Linked DNA regions of Delphinus delphis: region 2 is linked to region 1. A link is a contact called in public Hi-C data. All regions are on one chromosome and are shown on one strand. Each heading gives the region's core, a stretch centred on a gene start, on an enhancer-like site or on the middle of the called end of the contact. The rest is flanking DNA. Distances are from core to core; before and after follow the strand shown. Region 1 holds the start of SEC24B (SEC24 homolog B, COPII coat complex component). Region 2 holds the start of GAR1 (GAR1 ribonucleoprotein).

Region 1 (4,512 bases), core at 1,407-3,906:
TTTACAGACTGTGTTCCCAAAACACCTGGACCTCCACCTCTATTTTAACCACAACAGCTCTGCTTTTTTCTGATTTCTATAGCAGGGCTCTGCAGGAAAACAAATCTGTTTTTAAAAATGTTTGATAACCGCTAAGCTAAGTGATCTCTAAGTACCATTCCAGTTTTACAACTCTGTCTTCTGTGATGCTTCAAACTCGTACTTCTGACCTATTTCTTTTTCACCGTGCTGGAATTCCACAGAGATATATTAAAAGGCAAACTAGTTTACGTGGGGCTAAAGAATCAACCACAAACCTGAATGACTGCTTAATCGTTATCTATGGGTGCCAAATACCATATAGCAAAAATTACTTTCTTCTAAGATTAACAAACAAAACAAAAACAGATTTTATCTTGTTATTTACCTACTTAAGCTACTTACTTTTACAAAAAACAAACAAAAATTAACTCTAGTTCTTTATCTTAATTTCTAAATTCCTTAGCATTTAAGGCCTTTCTGTAACTTGGCCCCTTTTAGGTATTCTTGGGTTTTCCCTCTCACCCAACACCCTTTCTGCCTCTTAGTTTCTAAATTTTGAGACTTCTGTTCATGTCCTTGAGATGGCCCTCCTCTCCTATCCATCCCTGTCAAATCCCTCAAGGTCATAACCAACTCAAATGTCACCAAAATACAGGTCAATTTACAAGAAAGGCAGGGATTCTGTCTTTTCTACTAGGCTAACCTTGAGCCCCCAACTGGCAAGCATGCAAAAAATGTTGAAATGAATTATGTCAAAGTAACGATTATAAACAGCAGAAATCAAGCATCATCTATTTTTGGCTTCTAAATGTATTTACTGATTTGTTTTTACATATTTAACAGCCTGATCACAACTGATATCCTGCCATTCCTTGAGCGTTCACAAAATTTGTTAAGGCTGAGGTAAATACTTGCCACTCTAAAAACTGTACACTAAGACAATAATGCATACTCAGAAAATCAAGACACAATCCTTGGATCACTATTAATCATGGATTTAAAATATTCTAAAAGACGTGGGATCGCTTCCTAAATTATCATGTTCTAGTTCCTCCACACACAAAGCTATTCTAAAAACAAAACAAAAACAAGAATTTATATCAAGTTTACAAGAACAAAACCTGCTCACAAATAATATCTTCATGTATGTTCAGGACAGAAGTACAAAACCTACTACACTGTTCACATTCAAAACCCATAGAGTAAACAATGACCAGTGAAAGTAAAGCACGTAATACTGACAAGTATGGCTGATCCAAAGGATAAGGCTAAGCCATCACGTTTGACTTATGAAAAAAAATCAACTTCTGGTTCTCAGGATAAACGATAAACTGCAAGCTTGAAAAGTATCAGTTATAAAATTTAGATGCTGGCTGAACTGGTTTATAAAGTCTAGTAAGTTTTCATTTCACAGATTGGATAAAATAGGTCAGTCCAACAACCATTTTTAAAGAGTACCAGCAGACCTTGCTCTCTTTTACAGAGAACCAGACATATTCTTAAGTATTCAGTCCATCACTTTCGAGAGTTCTCATCTAAAATGTTATCGTCTATAAAGGGAGGCCCCCTCTCCCCCGGCCCCAGCCACGAACATTCCAAATCTCAAGATGAGGGAATACTAGAACCGATCATTTTTCAGCTGAAACTCGCGCATCCCCAAAGCCCGCGACCTTAGTATGAAAGCGCTTTCACGGTGCATTGGCTGCTGCCGGTATGAAGGCCTTGCCTCAAACAGGGCCAACTCTGGCACGTTTTTGTGTTTTTGAAAGTGAAGCTGGGGGGGGGGGGGCGGGGAGGGGAACACCCAGATCTAAAAGTATTCGTTTAAATCCGTTTGACACCTGCTCCCTTTCAAACACGACCAGCAAACTCCAAACGCTCGAGTAGCGGCCGCAGCAGCAATGACAGATCTTGAGGCCGAACTGGGTCAGGGTTACAGTTACACTTGTGTTGCATCTTTACACCCTTTGTCTACAAACTTGGGCACTAACTTCAGTTCCCTTCCAGGCAGCGTGCTCGCCGGGCCTCAGAAATCAGAGCAATTTTCCTGAGACAGGAAGGGCACAACCCTCCCAGCTCCATGGCTACACCAGCCTTCCACGGACCACGCACTCTGCGGCCTCGGCTTTTCGGCCGGTATATGGGCGAAGGGGTCGCCCGTGGAAACTCCCCTGCGCCCGGGCTGGATAAAAGGGATTTCACGCGGTGTCTGGTCTCCCCCTTTTCTATGGCCCCTACTCGTCCCCGTGGTTTCGGGCCCGGGGTCACACTACAGAGACAGCCCTGCTCCCTGATTCCCTGGGCCGGCCCCCGCGCCGGGCCGCCCCTCCCCCCAGCCCCCCCAAACCCCCGGGGCCGACCCCCGCCTCGTGCCGCCCCCCACCCCGCCCCGGCAGCCGCCCCCCCTCCCACCGCCCTCCCTCCCGCCCCGCCCGATTCGGCCGCGCAGGCTGCCCCGCCAGCACTAGGCCCCGCGCTCCGCCCCGGCCGCCCTCCTCACCGTTCTGCTGGTGAGGCCCCGGGCCCGGGCCCGCGGGCGCGGCGGCTCCTGAGGCGGCGGCTCCGCCAAGCTTGGGCGGGATCCGGGAGCTGGCGGCCGGATGAGGTGACCCGGCGGGGGCCGACATGACGGCACTGCGGGCGGCGGCCGCGGCTCCGCTTCGGGTAGTTGGGCGGAGGGAAGGGAAGGGAAGGCGGAGCCGGAGCGGCGAGAGGAAGAGGAAGGAACGCGCCCGGCGTCACCGACGGAGTCACCCGGGACCGTGGCTGGAGTGCTCGCGCTCCGCCCTGGAGCCTAGCTCGGCCGCTGCGGGCGCCGGAACCCCTCCCGGCCCTGCCCCGCCGCCGCCTCGAGCCCCGAGACGCGGGACTCCCACCCCGCGGGTCGCTCCCGGCAGGCGCTGACTGTGCGAGCCGCAGCGCCCCCTGCAGGCGGAGCCCGGCGCGCCCAGGCCGGAGGCGGGGCGCGGGGCGGCAGCCTCCCAGCCAGCCCTGCGACCTCGGGCCCGGGCTGACCTGCTGTCGCCTCGGGGCGAAAGGGGTGGACCAGGATAGATGGCGCTGGGCCCGCTCCCACGTGGGGCGGAGGCAGGAGCGCGGCGGGCCTGGGCCGGGCGGTGCGGTGCGGGGACGGGGTTCCAGAGCTGCGGGTGACCTCCAGAGACCAAGGCAGCGCCTGGCCGGACTGACCCCGCTCACCCTTCCTCCGAAGAGGAACCCTGGGTTTGGCTTTTTTTTTAATCTTGAGGTGTTTTCCCCCTTAATATTAAATCCTAAAGGAAATAGACATTCAAGCTCCCTGTCCATAGGGAATTATAATCCTGGGCAAAAGAAAAAGAAATATTTCTCTATGATAAGCACAGTATCTCAATAAGAATTGAGAACTTTTCCCACTGACTTAAATCCTGGGAAAGGAAAGGGGGAAATGGAGTATAAGGGAAGCTGAAAGGCAAACTTTATCGTCCTCATGATTTTTGCCAAGAGTTGGCTCATCCTGTTGATGTTCAGAAGAGAAGCTGTAACACCCAAAGCAAGAACTCAGCGTGGTTTGTCTTCGCTTATGAAATCGTTGAATCTCTGGCCTGTCCCAGCATGTTAACTGGTAAGCAAGCCCTGGGACTGCATTACCCAAGTCGTTTTGCCATCTTGGAATCCTGAGTATGCCACAGTCATTCTGTGTTTGTTAGAAATGAAATTGTTCAAAAGCGTCGAATTCCGAATGGGATGTTGCAAGGTTGTATTTCTGGAGCGATGTCTAATTACTGAATGATTATGCCAAACATAAAGTGTGTTGTAGTCCTAGAATAATGCGAAGCTTCCCTTTAGTTGCTGCCGTGAATTAATGATACTTGGTGCTTTAATGCACCAAATGAATTACAAATAGGATTTCAGTAGTTGGATTTGTACTTTTGTTTTTGGAATTTATCTTTATTCTTATTTCCATAATTCTGATTAATTTTTCCTTTCCATTTTATACACTACACTAATAAGCAACCCAAGCAATACTTTTACATTACAATATCCAGAAGCTAAAATATACTAGTTCCTGCATGTGAAAGATGCATTAAGCCAAATTCTTAGGTTTAAAAGCCAATAATTTTGTTAAATGTAAATTTTCAGAATCTTTAGAGAAAATTACACTGTACAGATATTATAACACAATCCTGTCCTAGAAAGCAATATCCCATTAATAAAACTACTTGAATTTTTTAACATTTTAGGTAGATAATTTCAAAGAAATACAAAGTAAGAGAAAGTAGTATAATGGACCATATATACTCATCAGCCAGCGTCAACATTTGTCAGTTCAGGGCTAATCTTGCTTATCTATACTGGCACCAACATCCACTCTCCCGAGATTAAGTTTTTTTCTTTTTGGCTGCACTGTGCAGCATATGAGATCTTAATTCCCCGACCAGGGATCAGTTCCACTGCCCCCTGCAGTGGAAGTGTGGAGTCTTAACCACTGGACAGCCAGGGAAGTCCCTTCTG
Region 2 (4,512 bases), core at 1,223-3,722, 300 kb before region 1:
TAAAAAGGATACAAAATCTCTAAGTTGTCCAAATATTTCATCCACCTTTCCAATTTGTTCTTTGTTTTCTAAATAAACTGGAGCATTGAAATAAGGCACCTTATTTTCATCTGTGGTACATTTACAAACTATGTCATCCTCACAGGGGTGCAGGAACTCTCCTAATACTGAAATAGGACATGAAAATGTTAAAATATAAAACAATTTCAAATGATACTGACCAACCTCTTCTGGAAGCTTTCCTCTTGGCCGCCTGGGATTTCACCATATCTGTTCTGAGGCAGAAAAGTCTTCCTGGGTTAGTATACCAACTGCACAAAATACTAGCTATGTGACCTGGGGTACGGGTCTCACCTTCTCTGTGCTTCAGTGTCTTCATCTTTAATGTAGGGCTAACAACAGTACTGACACTTAACGTATAGTATTGTGAAGATCAAGTGCAATAATAAATGTCAAGTGCTTAGAAAATGCCTGGCATACTGAGACCACTCAATCTACAATAACAGTTATTTTACTATAATAACTATTATTATTTGATTAAACAACACTACGCCTCATTCTATTGTCTCTTCCTTCTCCCCATCCCTAAGTCTAAGTCAGTCTTTGTTGTTCTCTGGCCCTTTCTTTTTTTCTCCCCTTTCCTAAGTTCCTACTACCACCTCTTCACCAATGACTCTTCGATCTTTTCCAAAGAAGTCTGGAATCTCAAAATAACTACCTATATATCTCACTCACAGTCACCCCAAACTAAAATACTCAGCATATTCCTGCAAAACCGACTCTCAATTCCTATCACCCAAGCTCAAAACCTGGAGCCTTTTATTCCTAGTATTAGCCAAGTTCTACTGAGTCTGTTTCCACTGAAATCTCTCTCCCATCGAACCCTTCTTTTTTCCCTCACTTTCACCATGCTCTGATGTGTCATGCATGGACCGCTGTGGGGCGAGGACCTTTGACTCTAGCCGTTGACCTCTTCAAACCATTCTGCATACTGATCCATCCTACTCTTTATATTAGACTCTGTTCATCCTTTCTCTTCTCTGATGTAGGCTTCTACCGTCAAATCTCTGTCTCACTTTCCATGACTTCCATCCTACCTCTTTGATAATTACTCCAAAACTCCTCTAATTAGGTCTTTTTCTTGACTCCCCCCAGTAGTTTCCCTTCTGAGCAAGTTTTTTTACTCACTTCACTTAGTTATGAGTAGCAATTAAAAGCATGGGCTTTGGGGTCAGGAAACCTGGCTTTGTATCTCAAATACATCACTTACTGATCACTTCTCACTATGACCCTAGCAAAGAAACTTAACGCTGAATCAGTTTTCTTATCTGTAAAATGGGGACAGTAGGGGTAAACGCACAATATTACGTAGTTGTATCTCCCTTTCAGCCCAAACCCAAATTCCATCTCCACGATGCATTCTAACTGTCCTTCAGCTTTCTTATCTCCCCCTTACTTCTACAGCACGATTATACGTCACTTTACAGCCTCTCCAGAGGCTTGACTCCCCGATCAAGCAGCAACCTCCGTAGGAGAGAGAGCTGCTGGATCTATCTTTCAGCACCTGACTCCCAGTCAAACTTACTAATAACACAAACCCACAACCTCCGTCCCCCGACCCCACTCCACCCTCGCCCCGCGGTGGGCCAAGCTTTGAAGACTACTTACAAACTACTTGCTCTGGAGGTCCGTGGTCCTGGCCTCTGTTAAAAGCTCCGCGGCCGCCCCCTCGTCCAAATCCTCCTCTGCCGCCGCCGCCGCCTCTAAAATTGCCGCCGCCTCCACCTCGGAAGTGGTGGTTGCTGCTGCCGCCGCGACCGAAGCCGCCACCTCGACTAAAGCCTCCGCGACCTCCGCCACGAAAAGACATGCTCGCTCCCACCTGGTTAGAAAAACAGGGCGTGCCTTTCAGTCACTGTGGCCTCTGGGAGCACCACCGAACCCCTCTGAGCCTCAGTCAGAAACCATAAAAGTAGACAACAATAATAATAGCAACCCTGCCACCTCACCCATGGCCAGGCGGCCAGCGACGAGCCCGAAGAGTGAGTGTCCCCTCCCCAAAGCCCTGTGAGCGCTGACCACCCACTCACCAGCCCCGTCACCCCCGGTGAGTACTTCCTCCCCCAGCTGGCAGCAAGGTCTTCAGCCGCATTCCCCTCCTCCCTCCGCTGGGTTCCACCTCCAGCATCCTCAGACCGACCGGCCCCCTCCCGCCACTCACCGGCGCCACGTGCACCTCAGGCCCGGAGGCTCACACTCTCCCGCCCGGTACTTCCGCCGCACAAGAGCCTCTTCGGCCACCGTACCGGCACAAAACGGAGGTGGGGAGGGAACCAAATAGAAACTCGAATAACTGGTTCAGAAAGCCAGCCAGTCACCCGCGGAATCAGGGACGCTGTCACCTGCCCGAAAAAGCCTTCAGCGATGGAAGGGTATCAATAATATCTAACGTCAACCGCTACTTTACGACAGTTAGGTCTATTTGCCTACGGCCAGCGGAGGAAGTGACGTACAATAGCGGCGTCCTTTGCAGCGTGACGTTGCAGGAAGTGCCGCCCCGCGGCGTTGCCCTTGGCAATGGCTGGCGTCAGGGACCGCCCCTCTCCCAGCGGATCGGCTTGTACCTGGTGGCAGCTGAGTGGCCGTGCACCCTGTCCTCTCAGGCTACGCTGCAGTCCCCTCGTTCGTCAATTGGTTGCGGCTCCAGCAACTGTGCTGCCCGTGGCTCTGAGGACGTTTGAGCCGCGCTCTGCCGGGAGGTGGATCTGGCCGCGTCGGAACTTAGTGGAAGGGCTTGTCTGCGTTCTTTCGAGTCGCTTGTTTCTTCCGGATCTTTCCAAGTACGCGAGATTGTGGGCAGTACTGTGCCCATCGTTTTGTACTATGGTTTCACGAAAGGAAGAAAAAAAAGTGTGTGTGTGTGTGTGTGTGTGTGTGTGTGTCCTTTTAAAGAAACTGTTACCTGACAGAAAGCCAGACCATGTTTTTGTCTTTTGTACCAGATAGTTTATTCCTTTGTCAAGTACGTTTTCAGCCCCGCAGGACACTGTCTATACCACAAGCCCCTCTCCCCTTCTGTCTTTAAGTCCTTGATATTTGACTTCAACTTCCGCTAAAACTTCTCTCCCAAAGAAGGCTAGCCACCCTCTATTTGTTAAATTTGGTTGGTCTCTTTTCACTCGAATCTTCTGAGACCTTACCTTGATATAGCGCAGTCAACCGCCTCTTTGAAAGAGGGTGGGGATTGGTACCTTCTTTAGAGGGTTATTTTCATATTGGAAGAACTTCATAAACTTAACTATGGAAATATTAGGAATCACAGTATGTCTTCTACACTAAAGTGTAAGCTTCTTGAAAAAGCATCAGTCATATAGATAAAAAAATTTTGGTAAATGAACTTTTATTCAGATTTGATAAATGTACTTTAAATTCTATACATCATACAGAGGTAGAATTATTCATAACTGCCCTGCTCTATTTTACTCTGTTTACGTTCAATGTTTTATCTCCATTTGGTGTCCCAGTATTATCCTCAACTCAGTGTGATGAAACCATTGAACTTTTATGGGACCTTCAAGATTACGTGGTGCCCCTTTATCTTACGTGTAAGGAACTGACAGAGAAGCGAAGTAACTTCCCTAGCTAGTTAGAGGGACAAAGTGGAACCATGGATTCTCACAGCCCTCAGTCCTTTGCTGTACCACCACCCCCAGTCTCACTCCTTGCTCTCTCCAAATTATTCATCATTCCAATTGCCTGTTTGTCCTCATGGTAGCATCATACTCTTGGTTTCTGCGTCTTTGGACTCAAGCCTTTGAGCACTCTCCATCATCTTTGTCACCATCCCCACCCAACCTTAGTTGCAGTCTCTTTTATCTAAAGCGCTCAATTTCTGTTCATTCCATCTAAAGCTTGTACTGTTGTTACAGGCCTTCTGTTGCCACTACCACACTTTCCTCTGTTATTCCTAACCGAAATCGCCCAGTATAATCTACGGCAACTCAAAAGTTGAGAAATAATTACAGTGAACTATAACTTCCTCACGCTCTAAGCATCTTTGTTGTCTCAAATTAAATGCTTCCAGGCTTTTCTTCCTCCCATCTGTACTGCGTGTGATGACATACTGAACTTATTAAAAGTTTCCTCGTACCATAGCCATCCTCAGGATCCCAAATAGTTCTCCATGTCCTTTAACAACAAGTCTAAAGTAAAATCTCTACATTGACTAGGCCTTCTATATAATTAATTTTTTTTCCTTCCAGTGCTGTACACCATTTCTCTGCCCCATCAGGCCAGCATCATTGCCTTGCTTCTTTTTTCCTGCCATTTGCAATCACTTCCTTCTTGGAAAAGCTCCATTTGCCATCCATTAGACCAGCCTTTTTCTATCTTTTTACCCTGGAAGAACCATTGAAGTAATTTTTATGTCTCAGAAAACCCTGCATAATATAAATATATATGTAATATAAACATATATAAACATATATATGTATATATCCATCCTAGTACATT

Evidence for each region. Hi-C and Micro-C count contacts between places; a contact is called where the count stands out from the background.
Region 2: a contact with region 1 is called in a Hi-C map of lung, with 3 times the contacts expected there. The contact joins the promoter of GAR1 here to the promoter of SEC24B in region 1. A contact is called at or near these places in 2 of 3 Hi-C or Micro-C datasets (lung and muscle).

Annotation. Positions count from the first base shown.
Region 1 is chr5:109,013,814-109,018,325 of mDelDel1.2, reverse strand. SEC24B (SEC24 homolog B, COPII coat complex component) reads right to left here and starts at 2,656. Exons shown (of 24, transcript XM_060012876.2): 1 at 2,522-2,656. The coding sequence starts at 2,648. It overlaps LOC138414087 (a long non-coding RNA gene), which reads left to right and starts at 3,524. Exons shown (of 4, transcript XR_011246491.1): 1 at 3,524-3,622.
Region 2 is chr5:109,317,063-109,321,574 of mDelDel1.2, reverse strand. GAR1 (GAR1 ribonucleoprotein) reads right to left here and starts at 2,472. Exons shown (of 7, transcript XM_060011833.1): 1 at 2,222-2,472; 2 at 1,669-1,882; 3 at 13-167. The coding sequence starts at 1,870.